2 separate regions of the Arabidopsis thaliana genome follow, and region 2 is linked to region 1. A link is a contact called in public targeted proximity ligation data. All regions are on one chromosome and are shown on one strand. The core of a region is the stretch at or near the end of the contact, and the rest is flanking DNA. Distances in the headings are between cores, read along the strand shown.

Evidence for each region.
Region 2: a targeted proximity ligation map of shoot shows a contact between it and region 1, with 10 read pairs. A contact is called at or near these places in 1 of 26 Hi-C or Micro-C datasets (vegetative nucleus) and 1 of 2 datasets of targeted methods (shoot).

Annotation. Positions count from the first base shown.
Region 1 is chr1:6,915,069-6,921,162 of TAIR10.1, reverse strand. APS2 (Pseudouridine synthase/archaeosine transglycosylase-like family protein) reads left to right here and starts at 4,340. Exons shown (of 5, transcript NM_101847.4): 1 at 4,340-5,047; 2 at 5,133-5,538; 3 at 5,630-5,890; 4 at 5,994-6,080. The coding sequence starts at 4,506. It overlaps AT1G19930 (Galactose oxidase/kelch repeat superfamily protein), which reads right to left and starts at 4,143. Exons shown (of 2, transcript NM_101848.1): 1 at 3,618-4,143; 2 at 3,025-3,533. The coding sequence starts at 4,143. The coding sequence ends at 3,025. GH9B5 (glycosyl hydrolase 9B5) reads left to right here. Exons shown (of 7, transcript NM_001332419.1): 2 at 567-1,087; 3 at 1,159-1,442; 4 at 1,515-1,949; 5 at 2,036-2,174; 6 at 2,255-2,421; 7 at 2,511-2,993. The coding sequence starts at 895. The coding sequence ends at 2,840.
Region 2 is chr1:6,963,348-6,969,421 of TAIR10.1, reverse strand. ROP2 (RHO-related protein from plants 2) reads right to left here and starts at 2,580. Exons shown (of 7, transcript NM_101863.4): 1 at 2,104-2,580; 2 at 1,718-1,805; 3 at 1,523-1,632; 4 at 1,378-1,441; 5 at 1,165-1,229; 6 at 1,017-1,082; 7 at 413-917. The coding sequence starts at 2,199. The coding sequence ends at 819. SYTB (Calcium-dependent lipid-binding (CaLB domain) family protein) reads right to left here. Exons shown (of 14, transcript NM_001332437.1): 7 at 6,043-6,074; 8 at 5,888-5,962; 9 at 5,707-5,783; 10 at 5,374-5,620; 11 at 4,945-5,295; 12 at 4,735-4,860; 13 at 4,502-4,641; 14 at 3,979-4,251. The coding sequence ends at 4,510. It overlaps AT1G20100 (DNA ligase-like protein), which reads left to right. Exons shown (of 3, transcript NM_101864.3): 3 at 1-397. The coding sequence ends at 108.

The DNA.
Region 1 (6,094 bases), core at 3,091-5,590:
TAATCATCATCTGTGTTCATTATTATCCAAGAGTATGAGCCGCGTACGATTCGCATAAACAAAGTAAGCTCATTAATCATCATCTAATCAATTTCATCGATTTATCTGGAAACCAATCTCACTCTAGAACAAACAATAAACTCTATTTGGATCAACAAATTGTACTATAATGCTATGTTAAGTATTACGAATTTGTAATTCAAAATTAATTAGCAAAAAGTGAACTTGGAATCTTGGCACAATTTGGTGTCCAAATTTTTGTCACGTGGCAGATAATTAAAAAAAAACTGCCTTAATGGGCCGAAATTAAGTGATCTGACCCATTAAATCCGTAACTAGCCCGTGAGTTTATATGACATCACTTATCACTCTTATCATATTGAATTTTTCTTTAGTCACAATCAAATACAAAATTTATTTTCAAAGACTATCACAATCCTAGTATCTAGTTTATAATCTGAATATTGGTATATTTATAGGAAGTAAATATCTGTTTCCCATAACAATTAAATAAAAGACGTGGTTGTTGGAGTTGACTAATGAATGATTCGTAATGAATTTTACAGGTAAGTATTACCCAAAAAAGGATTAAACATCACCACAACTACCAATAGGGACCTTGTACTCTCCACATTGCTTCCTTCCCAGGCAAGGTTACTTCCGTAATTACGAAAACACCATAAAAGAAACAGATCTCGTCCCGCGTTGGTTTGATTGATCAGTGTCGGTGTCCTAATCACAATTTCCTTATTTAGACAAAATCTGTTACTTCCCTCTCTTGAATCGTCGTCATTCTCGAATCTCTAGATCTAGCCAAAACTTTTGCCATCTCTAAAATGTATCTCCATTGACATTTTGAGATCTATCTAGCTCTGTTTTTCTTTTTAGAACAAAATGGTGGCGAAACCAAGGTCAAGATGTTGTTGTTGTAGTGTGTTCATCGGCGTTATCATCTTAATCGCTATAATCATCGCTGTCATTTTCACAATCAGACATAGATCAAACCACTCCGATGATGATGGCTCCAATGTTAAAAACTACGCTAATGCTCTCAAGATCGCTATGCAATTCTTCGATATCCAGAAATGTAAACGATTCTTCAATGAGATTATTTGTTTATGCTTTTGTCACAAATTAATTTCATGTTTTTTGATGTAGCTGGTAAGCTTGAAAACAACGAGATATCATGGAGAGGAGATTCAGGTCTTAAAGATGGAAGCGAAGCAAGTATCGATCTTTCGAAAGGTTTGTACGATGCTGGAGATCACATGAAGTTTGGTTTCCCAATGGCTTTCACTGCTACAGTTCTCTCATGGTCCATTCTTGAATACGGTGATCAAATGGCTTCTCTGAACTTACTGGATCATGCTAAAGACTCTCTCAAATGGACTACTGATTTTCTCATCAATGCTCATCCTTCTCCAAATGTCCTCTATATTCAGGTACACGGTAGTGATCAAACACACAAATCTTTCATAAGTTCTCAAGTTATATTACTGACTTTAACATTGTAGGTGGGAGATCCAGTGACGGATCATAAATGTTGGGATAGACCAGAAACAATGACTAGAAAGAGAACTCTTACTAAGATTGATACAAAGACTCCAGGGACTGAGGTTGCTGCAGAGACAGCAGCAGCTATGGCTGCAGCATCTTTAGTCTTTAAAGAAAGTGATACCAAGTATTCAAGCACGCTTTTGAAACATGCGAAGCAGTTGTTCGATTTTGCGGATAATAACAGAGGATCTTACAGTGTTAATATACCTGAGGTTCAGTCTTATTATAACTCAACTGGTTATGGAGATGAGCTTCTTTGGGCAGCTTCATGGTTGTACCATGCAACAGAGGATCAAACATATCTTGACTTTGTGTCGGAAAATGGTGAAGAGTTTGGTAATTTTGGAAGTCCATCATGGTTTAGTTGGGACAACAAGCTTCCAGGAACACATGTATAAAGAACAAGACACTTCTTTACAAATCATGATTCATGTTTGTTTGATTATAACATTTTGTGACTTATCTAATACATTTGCAGATACTATTATCAAGATTAACCTTTTTCAAAAAAGGGTTATCAGGAAGCAAAGGACTTCAAGGTTTTAAAGAAACAGCAGAAGCTGTCATGTGTGGGCTTATACCAAGCTCACCAACTGCTACATCTAGTAGAACCGATGGTACTTTCCTTACATCTCACGTTACACCATTCACTGAATCATTGTTAATTATCTCATTTGATTTTGTTTTGATATTAAAGGTGGTCTAATATGGGTAAGTGAATGGAATGCCCTGCAACACCCTGTGTCCTCTGCATTTCTAGCTACACTCTACAGTGACTATATGCTCACCTCTGGTGTTAAGGAACTATCTTGCAGTGACCAATCCTTTAAACCTTCAGATCTCAGAAAATTCGCTAGATCTCAGGTCCATATGCATATTAATTTGGTTTCTTATTTTTCCTCTTAATTAAACGTATAATACTGTAACTTGATATATGCATATATAATGTGCAGGCTGATTACATGTTAGGGAAAAATCCGGAGAAAATGAGCTATTTGGTGGGATATGGTGAGAAATATCCAGAATTTGTGCATCATAGAGGAGCTTCAATACCAGCTGATGCAACCACAGGATGCAAAGATGGGTTTAAGTGGCTTAACTCGGATGAACCAAATCCGAATGTAGCTTATGGAGCACTTGTTGGTGGACCGTTTTTGAATGACACGTTTATAGACGCAAGGAACAATTCTATGCAAAATGAGCCAAGCACTTATAACAGTGCTCTTGTTGTTGGTCTTTTGTCGAGTTTGGTTACTACTTCTTCCTCGGTAGAATCTTTTTAAATGAGATTTTTATTAATTAGAATCACACACCTTATTCGCTTGGTCATTCTATTAATGTATGAACCTGCTTTCATGTATATGGTTTTGTATTGCATATAGTAATATATGTTAGATGTGCTAGAAAGTTTCCACATGTATCATACTAAAGATTCACCACATTCAAGTGTATCTCTTATGCCATTCATCAAACGTTGACAGCAACAACATACTCACATACATAGGCCATAGGAACTTGATGCGGAAGCACTGCATCAGACCACTCGACATTCCCCCAAATCTCTTCATTATTGCGTCTTTCAAGAGCAATAATCGCACACCAAATCATCCTATTCTGATTGCCACAACCAGTAAACTTGTCCCAAAAAAGTGCCATTTTCCCACCATAATCTGCCAACCTAACATTGGCATAACGAGCAAACCTAGGTAGTGTTTTCAAACCATTCAAAGTTCTCCAGGATCTTACCTTAGTGTCATACCATTTGATATTTTCATTGTGATAATAATAGTAAATCACGTTCTCTATCACACAAGATGAAGACCATTTCAGACCCAAATTCATCTCTGATCCTAAACTATCCCATCTACCATCATTGGGGTTGTAAGCCACACCCTTATACCCACCACAACTGTGTAGCTTTCCATCAACCACTACGTTATCAGTTTGATCACCACAGCCATGAAACGTCAACCTACCTGCACGGCTCAACACAGGCTCCGAAGTTTCGGTTTATAGATCGAAAACCTCCATCCAGTTTGATGGATTGTAGTGTTTATAACAGCCTCCTGTTACGTATATCTTTCCATCAAGTAAACTGGCTGATGGGTACTCCCGCTCCACCTGCATGCTTGGACCTTCGAGCCACGTGTGAGACCAGCAGTCTAGGATTGAGACACTAGATGACTGGGATTGGGAGATGGATCCGCCAATGTTATAGATATTAGAACCAACCGCCACGAGACTTGACCTGTGCAAAGGAGGAGAATGTGGAATTGGTATTGTTGCCAAAACATACCCACTTGACTTCCTAGTGTCACTGGCTAGGATAGGTCTCCGACAAAGCTTGAACCAGCTAGGGATACGGTCAGCACGAGAGGACAGTAAGCACACATAAAGACAATTCTCGGTAAGACCTACTAGTGACCGGGTCTGGTAAAGCTCCGGTAAAGTAAGGACCGAGCTGAAACGCTTGGAGACTAAGGAGAGAATTGGATAATCCAACCTCGAGACACGGGCTAAGATGTTCACTAACAAATCATTTGGAAGTGAAAAAATCAATTCTGTTGGCACCTTATTCTTCTTCATTGGTGGCTCAAAAACTTTAGGGTTTTGAATTGAACTTTCCCAAGTTACCTTTCTTCCACGAAAAGTTGTACAAATATCGATTGATGGGCCGAATCAAATGATTAAACCTTAATGGTCCCTAAGGGCCCATCTTGAGAAAAACAAAGGGTGAAAAAGACATTTCACAGAAAAGGCAATAATAATCACATCCACAAACAAAAAAGTTCCTGCAACTAAAAAAGCAAAGGAGCCAAAAGTGGAATAACGTGTGGATCTTCTTCTTCCTCCTCCAACATGTTCCTCCTAATCTCACCTTCACTGTTCACTCTCTACTCTCCACTTCTCTCGCTTTTGTCCCAAAGTAGCTATCTTCAACAAGATTCATGTCTCTTATGATCAGATCCTCTTACGTTTCTCACATCACTCTCTTCCAACCTAGAAACTCAAAACCATCCTCTTTCACCAACCAAATCTCCTTCCTTTCCTCTTCTAATAACAACCCTTTTCTCAATTTGGTCTATAAACGAAACCTAACAATGCAATCTGTTTCGAAAATGACTGTTAAGAGCTCGTTGATTGATCCCGACGGTGGTGAATTGGTGGAATTGATTGTACCGGAAACTGAGATTGGAGTGAAGAAAGCTGAATCAGAGACGATGCCTAAAGTGAAGCTGAATCAGATTGATCTTGAGTGGGTTCATGTGATTAGTGAAGGTTGGGCTAGTCCTTTAAAAGGGTTCATGAGAGAAGATGAGTATTTGCAAAGTTTGCATTTTAATTCTCTTAGGTTAAAAAATGGGACTTTTGTGAACATGTCTCTTCCTATTGTTCTTGCTATTGATGATGATACTAAGGAACAGATCGGATCATCTGAGAATGTTGCTCTTGTTTGCCCTCAAGGAGATATCATTGGTTCTCTCCGAAGGTATATGTGTATAAAAATTTGAACTTTGTTAGGTGCTTTATATGTAATGTTGTTGATTTGTGTAGTCTTTGTTTGTAATTTGTAGTGTGGAGATTTACAAACACAATAAGGAAGAAAGGATAGCTAGAACTTGGGGAACTACTTCTCCAGGATTGCCTTATGTGGAAGAATATATTACTCCATCTGGAAACTGGCTGATTGGTGGTGATTTAGAAGTTTTTGAACCGATTAAGTATAACGATGGGCTTGATCATTACAGGCTCTCTCCTAAACAGCTTAGGGAAGAGTTTGATAATCGTCAAGCAGATGCTGTTTTTGCGTTTCAGTTAAGGAATCCTGTGCACAATGGACATGCTCTGTTGATGAATGATACACGGAAAAGGCTTTTGGAAATGGGGTACAAGAACCCTGTTCTCTTGCTTCATCCTTTAGGAGGTTTCACTAAAGCTGATGATGTTCCTCTTGATGTTAGAATGGAACAACATAGCAAGGTGCATATTTGCTGTTGTTTCCGAGTTCGTTTTCCTCATAAAGAATTTGTTGTAAAGAGAGATTATGATTTGATTTGCTTATGATGTGTAGGTTCTAGAAGATGGAGTTCTTGACCCGAAGACTACTATTGTCTCGATCTTTCCGTCACCGATGCACTATGCTGGTCCAACTGAAGTTCAATGGCACGCCAAGGCAAGGATTAACGCTGGTGCTAATTTCTACATTGTAGGTCGTGATCCTGCAGGAATGGGCCACCCTACTGAGAAGAGAGATCTATATGATCCTGATCATGGAAAGAGAGTCTTAAGCATGGCCCCTGGACTTGAGAAACTCAATATTCTTCCATTTAGGGTAACACAAATCGATTCTGACTGCAAAACCAAAGTTTCTTGATTATTTGATTATCGGAATATGCTGCTTCAATTCCCAATCATGTGTTCTTTGTATCTTTCAGGTTGCAGCTTACGATACAATCGAGAAGAAGATGGCGTTTTTCGATCCTTCTCGTGCAAAAGAGTTTCTTTTCATTTCTGGAACAAAGGTAAGAGACAGTTT
Region 2 (6,074 bases), core at 1,331-3,830, 50 kb before region 1:
GACACGATCATGAGCTTGCAGACGTCAAGAGATTGTTCCTCTTTGCCTAGAGCTATGTTATTGTCTGAAGTTGGAATTTTTTCATTACCATATACTGTCCCGTTTTAGGTCCCATATTGTTTTGTTCTTTCTCAGCTTAGCCTTAGGCCTTAGCTTTGTACAGTTATCATTGTAACAATCACAGTGATCTATGATACTTGAACGATCTCTGTATTTTTGACACTAATCAAAAATCATGGTTTCCACTTACTAAACTATCGTCTACATGATTTTTGTCAACTGGAAGTTTTTGGTTGAATTGATCAATGCGATTGCAAAAGCTGGCTACTTTTAAATAAGCAATTTCTTGCAAGAAGTTGACTGGTTTAGCCGTTCCCCAGTTTAACTTCTTGCTTAGGCAGCTGGAGAAAGATCTCTTTAAGCATGATGCTTGGTAAGATCACATGAATATACATCTTGTGGGAAAGAAGCAGAAAACAAGAGCTCTTAAAAACAAAATAAACGTTGCAAATATTAATTAGATTCATTTGTTAATACAAAATGATCCTCAAGAACAAAAGAGAAGAGAGACAGAGATTAGTCTACATAGCAAGAGTACAACACACGGTCTCTTAGTCTGTGGACTCGAAAGATTCACCAGCAAAGAGTAAAAGACACAACAACAACAAAGCTCGTTTTAGCAACTATACAAAAAAGCTACTAGAAATGTCTCCCTTCACGTCGAAATTATCATATTAAAATGGGCCGAATCAAATAGTTGAAATCATCTTCTGCTTCTTTCTTTAGTTGGTTTTACCTAGTCTTAGAGGTTTTTCTTATCACAAGAACGCGCAACGGTTCTTATTCTTTTTCTTCTTCTTCTGCTTTGGTGGCTGAAGCACCACTTTTATAGCTGCATCAAACACTGCCTTCACGTTCTGCAGAAACACCAAAAGGAAAGAAATAAAGCTCACCCTCTTGATAAGATCAAATATTGCAAACAGTGAGGAACAGGACAAGCGATTTGTTATGTATACCTGCTGTGTCTTTGAACTACATTCAATGTAGACAGCAGATCCAATCAGTTTCTTCAGTTCCTCTCCCTGCATCATTCAAAACAACATCAGACAATTCTATTAAGAACTGGCAATCATTGCAAGACTATTCGTTTAAAAGGATATGTACCTGGTTTGTAGTAATTGGCACAGCACCAGGATGATCTATAAAGAATTGCTTGTCATCTCGAAGATCTGCAGCAAATACCAGTGACTTAACAATCAAATTTTGCAAGAAAACTTAACAACTTCGTTGGTGTCACAAGGCTTGTAGGAACGTAACCACAGATCTTTCAGTCAAAAAAATAGCATGATCAGTTCAATAGGGAAAGTGTGTGATTACCGAGTTTTGTCCCAACAAGGATAATGGGAACACCAGGAGCATAATGCCTGAGCTCAGGAATCCACTGAGAGAGGAGGAACGAAATCAAATAAGATCACTCATCAACACAAACTGTATAGGATTTATCAGCAAAAGAGAGACAAACCTTCTTGGCTATATTCTCATAGCTAGCCTTGCTAATAAGAGAGAAAGCAAGAATGAAAACATCAGCACCACGGTAACTCAAAGGTCGTAACCTGTTGTAGTCCTCTTGACCTGTTAACAAACCCCACAAACACAAACTAAGTCAAAAACAACCGAAACAAAAGGAAAATCCCAAACGGTGAAACGAAAGAATTACCAGCAGTATCCCACAATCCAAGATTGACAGTGTTGCCATCAACAACCACATTAGCACTGAAGTTGTCGAAAACAGTTGGCACATAATCCTGAAACACCAATCACAAGTCACAGATTTACACCTTATAATCAAAATCATCCTTTATAAAAAGCAAAAACAAAACACAGTAGCTTCAAGATCAATACTTTGGCCTAGATTCTCAAAGTCTTAAAACAAAAAAAGTTGTAACGAAATTGATCAATTTCTAGTATACAGCTCCATGACCTAAAATCTACACCTGAATCCAATTTGCAAAAACCTTGCAGATCACTAATCTACTCTTGCAACGAGCTCAACAAAAAAATAAGAAACCGAAGAGATATTGAAATAGGAGAGGAAAGATTTACAGTAGGAAAAGTATTGCTAGTGTAAGAAATGAGCATGCAAGTTTTTCCGACGGCACCATCTCCGACGGTCACACACTTTATAAACCTTGACGCCATCTCTGCCGCAAGATCGGAAACAAACAAAAAAGCCCTTAAAATCAATCCTCTTTTGTGGTTGCTTCTTCCTCAAAACCTCGACATTTCTAGCTCGCCAATCAAATTCGAGCTCTAAAAGCTTGTGAATCTGAGAATCACCCAAATTCGAAAAAGAATCGAAGAGAGAAGGAAAAGAAGAAGAAGAAGGTTGATTTGGCGGTTGATAGATGACTTTGAGAGGAGCCTATAGGAGGAGGGGACTAGTAGAAAAACAACAACTCTGAGACAGCTAAGAGAACAGCACCAAACACCTCCTTATCATATACACTCACTCCCCTTTTATTTATATTATACTTTTTATTTTCACCTCTATTTTTCTTTTTTCAAAATTTTGAAAGTCTCTTTTCTTTTATGTCACGGATTTTGAATTTTGAAATGGAGAAGATCTGTCAGTTTTTTTTAAACAACAAGAAAAATACAATTGTCATGAATGTTTTTGTATTATCTCTTTGGTTTCTCAACAGTTTTTAAATGTTTTTAATAATATATTTCGTTTAACACTTTTTTATTGTGATACATATTTTCATTGTTGTTTTGAGTTAAAATTGTCTCTTAAATTTGGACTAAATCATTGACATGAAGCCTAGAGAAATCTTAGTAAGGTAATATTTTGAACTATCATATATTGTCTGAACAATGCAAGTTTCAAAATCCTAGTGTGTTGTGTCTTTGGACTTGCACTGCCACTTTGATTCTTACTGGCATGAGACTTATCCAGTTTTGAGCAGTTTTCCATAACATTCTTTTTGTTCACAACTTTATTAAAACATAGCTAACGAAGTTTTGATTATCAATATTAGCAGTAAACGAAGTCGCTTATCTGTCTAATCCTCTTGGTACCTACCAAAACAAGATAAGAATTCCATAGAAGTTTATCATTTCACCAAAACAACAACTAAAAGTTGTTATCTTACTTAGTTTAACCATGTATCGATTATTTTACAAATAGTAATTGGTAAAATATTATACCGTCTCAAAACTATAGATTTTCTTCAAATAAAAACTTTCTTTAGCTAGCGAATTTGAATCCGCATATCCAGTTATAAGACTCCCATTCACAACATCTTCTACAACTGCCAGTTCTCTCGTATGTAATGTATCAAGGGAGGTAAATTCAAATGATCTAAGATAGACTTTATAGTATAGCAAAAAAAAAAAAAAAATGGCATACGAGAGAGACTTAAGCAAAATACGAAGAGGCATGAATGAAATCTTTAATCATTGGATTTGGCAACTCTCACTCATCAAGAACGTGCCGGCACGATTCATAAATGTCTTATTTATGATGTTTTTACTTATTTTCTCTTTTCGATTCCCCTCGGATTACGAAACATAGGCGACTAGAGTCCAATGGGACGTGCCCAACTCTAACTAAATCAATCCACTAACGATCCACCACGTCACTGATTGTCCCATCACCTAATCATAATCACACCAGACGGTAGCTTCTTATAATTATTTGTCAAACTTGATGAATTAGTAGCTAATTGCCATCATGTGTTATTTTCAACTTTTTCATTCCATAAGACTATATATATATATATATATTGCTGACCAAAAAAGAAATTGCTTATATTGATTATATGCTTACTGAGTTTAATAATGAAAATTAGAAATGTAATAAAGTTATCCACAAATATTTATCAAATGACCGTGATAAATCGTACAAAATTATGTGTTAATTTAACCACTCATAATTTTTTTAATAAACATTTATCATGTGGATTTGGATTTAAATAATCACATTCAATGATAGTAGCACAAACCACTAAATTGTACACGAAAAGTATGAATTAACCAAATCATGATATCAAAGAAGTTAAGCTTAGTAGCTTACCAACTATTCAGTATTCACCAACCAGTGACCAATCTCTCTTTATTAACTAACTTCACTTCTTTTCTGTTCAAAAATCTTTTTTCCTTTTTGATAGAATAATTCAATTACTGACCAGAATTCTCTAAGAAATAGATGAAAAAGACAATCCATAATCACTATTGCCATAATCCAATAAGCTGCAAAATAATTCAGAAACGACAAAAAAAACTATCAGAAAATGTCACAAGAAATAAACCAAAAGGTCCAAACAATAAAATCCATATGAACTATAAGGCTTATACGTGGCCCATTATACTGTGTAACCCATTATTCTTCGAATCGAGCCATAGCAACCAACATGCAACAAATATAGAAGTTTTACGTACATAGGAAGGAAGGCAAACAAAAAGTGTTGTTTCGTGAACCCTAAGAGAAGAAAACACGAACCTTTGAAGTCAAGAAGAATTTCTCCACTGAAGCTCAATCTGAATACGACCATTCTTGGAATCAATCAGATGATACTTATCGTTGATTCTCCGATTACTCACAACATCCCCAAGATTTATCACCACGTAACCAAGAGTTTCCTGATCAAATCATATATCAAAATGTTAGTTTTTGCTTTCTCAGAGATACGATTTTGATGCAATCTTTAAAGAGAGATCTGATTTTGTTTCTACCTTGGGATGAATTAGTCTTGAAGAAGAACTTATGACTTCAACGTGTAGCTTATCGTTTATGGGAGGCTCATCTAATGGGAACTGAAAATCTTCATCCCATCTCGGTTCTCTGTTTTTCTTCACACGCTACAAAATCAAACCAAAATGTGTAAAATTTGATGTCCTCTCATATGTTTCCATTTTGAGTTTTAAGAGAAGTTTTATATATACCTTTGTCTTACGCTCTTCTCCTCTGAATAGCAAACGAACAGAAGGATTAGTGTGATATTTGCCTTCTAGATCTTCAGCTTCGTGAACTATCACCACAAGCAAGCCACCAGTAGAAGGTGTGCCTTCTGGTGCTTTCTCTACTGCATTTGGATCATCAATGTTCTCTGGAATATCATCATCCTTAAAAGGTTTATATTCGACTTCAACCACGAGCTGTCCACGCGATTTCTCGCTAACTGGCTCTTTTGGTTCCATGGATTTTAAGAGCTCGAGTGTCATGAGTTTTGGCTCCTCTGGTGTAAGGTCTTTGAGTTGAATCACATTCATTCCTATCTTATCATGTTTACCAACCTGAAATATATCAAGTGTACATAAGGCAAATTATCTCCAGCAATTATTGAAACAAGCCAATTCACAAACTGGTTTTACCTGTTCCCAGTCATAAACAATGAGCTGTAGCTCTTGGCTCTCTGGTTCTTTAACAACCAAATCGAATTCTTCGTTCCATTCAGGATTCAGATTACTGTGTTTAACAACTGTCTTCTTACCAGGAACCTTGTCTCCAGAGAGTGTTAATTTCACATAAGGATCTGATCCACCCAGAAGATCCTTCTTCTTAAGCTTTATTGCCTTTATGACCTTCACACTAAGCAATCCAACAGGTTTCTTCATAGCTCTGCAGATTGCGCAAAATTGAATTATAACAAAAATTTCAAATAGTAACACAAGTGTGACATTTGACAAGAAAAAAAAAGAACTTACTTAGAAGGATCCATTATTTGAACATTCAAAGTCTTTGGCCATAGGTACATGTTTGCAACCTGATCTTTAATGATTTCCTACAATAGTAATAAACAATAACACAAGAAACAGAGTTTCAGGTCCGAACAAGAATGTTTCCTTACATGGGAAGTTAAAGGAACAACTTCCAAAACGTCTTTACCTGGACAAATCGGTATAAGCCAGGAATCGCCATTACATCTGCACCTAGTAACTTCAGTCCAAAATCGACTTGTGGCTGCAGAAGATATCACATTGTAGACTCTCTTGAGTTTTAAGGTATTATACAAAATAAGGTTGCTCCGGTTTGAATTATACCTTATCCATAAGAGAGACAAATATGTTGGCAA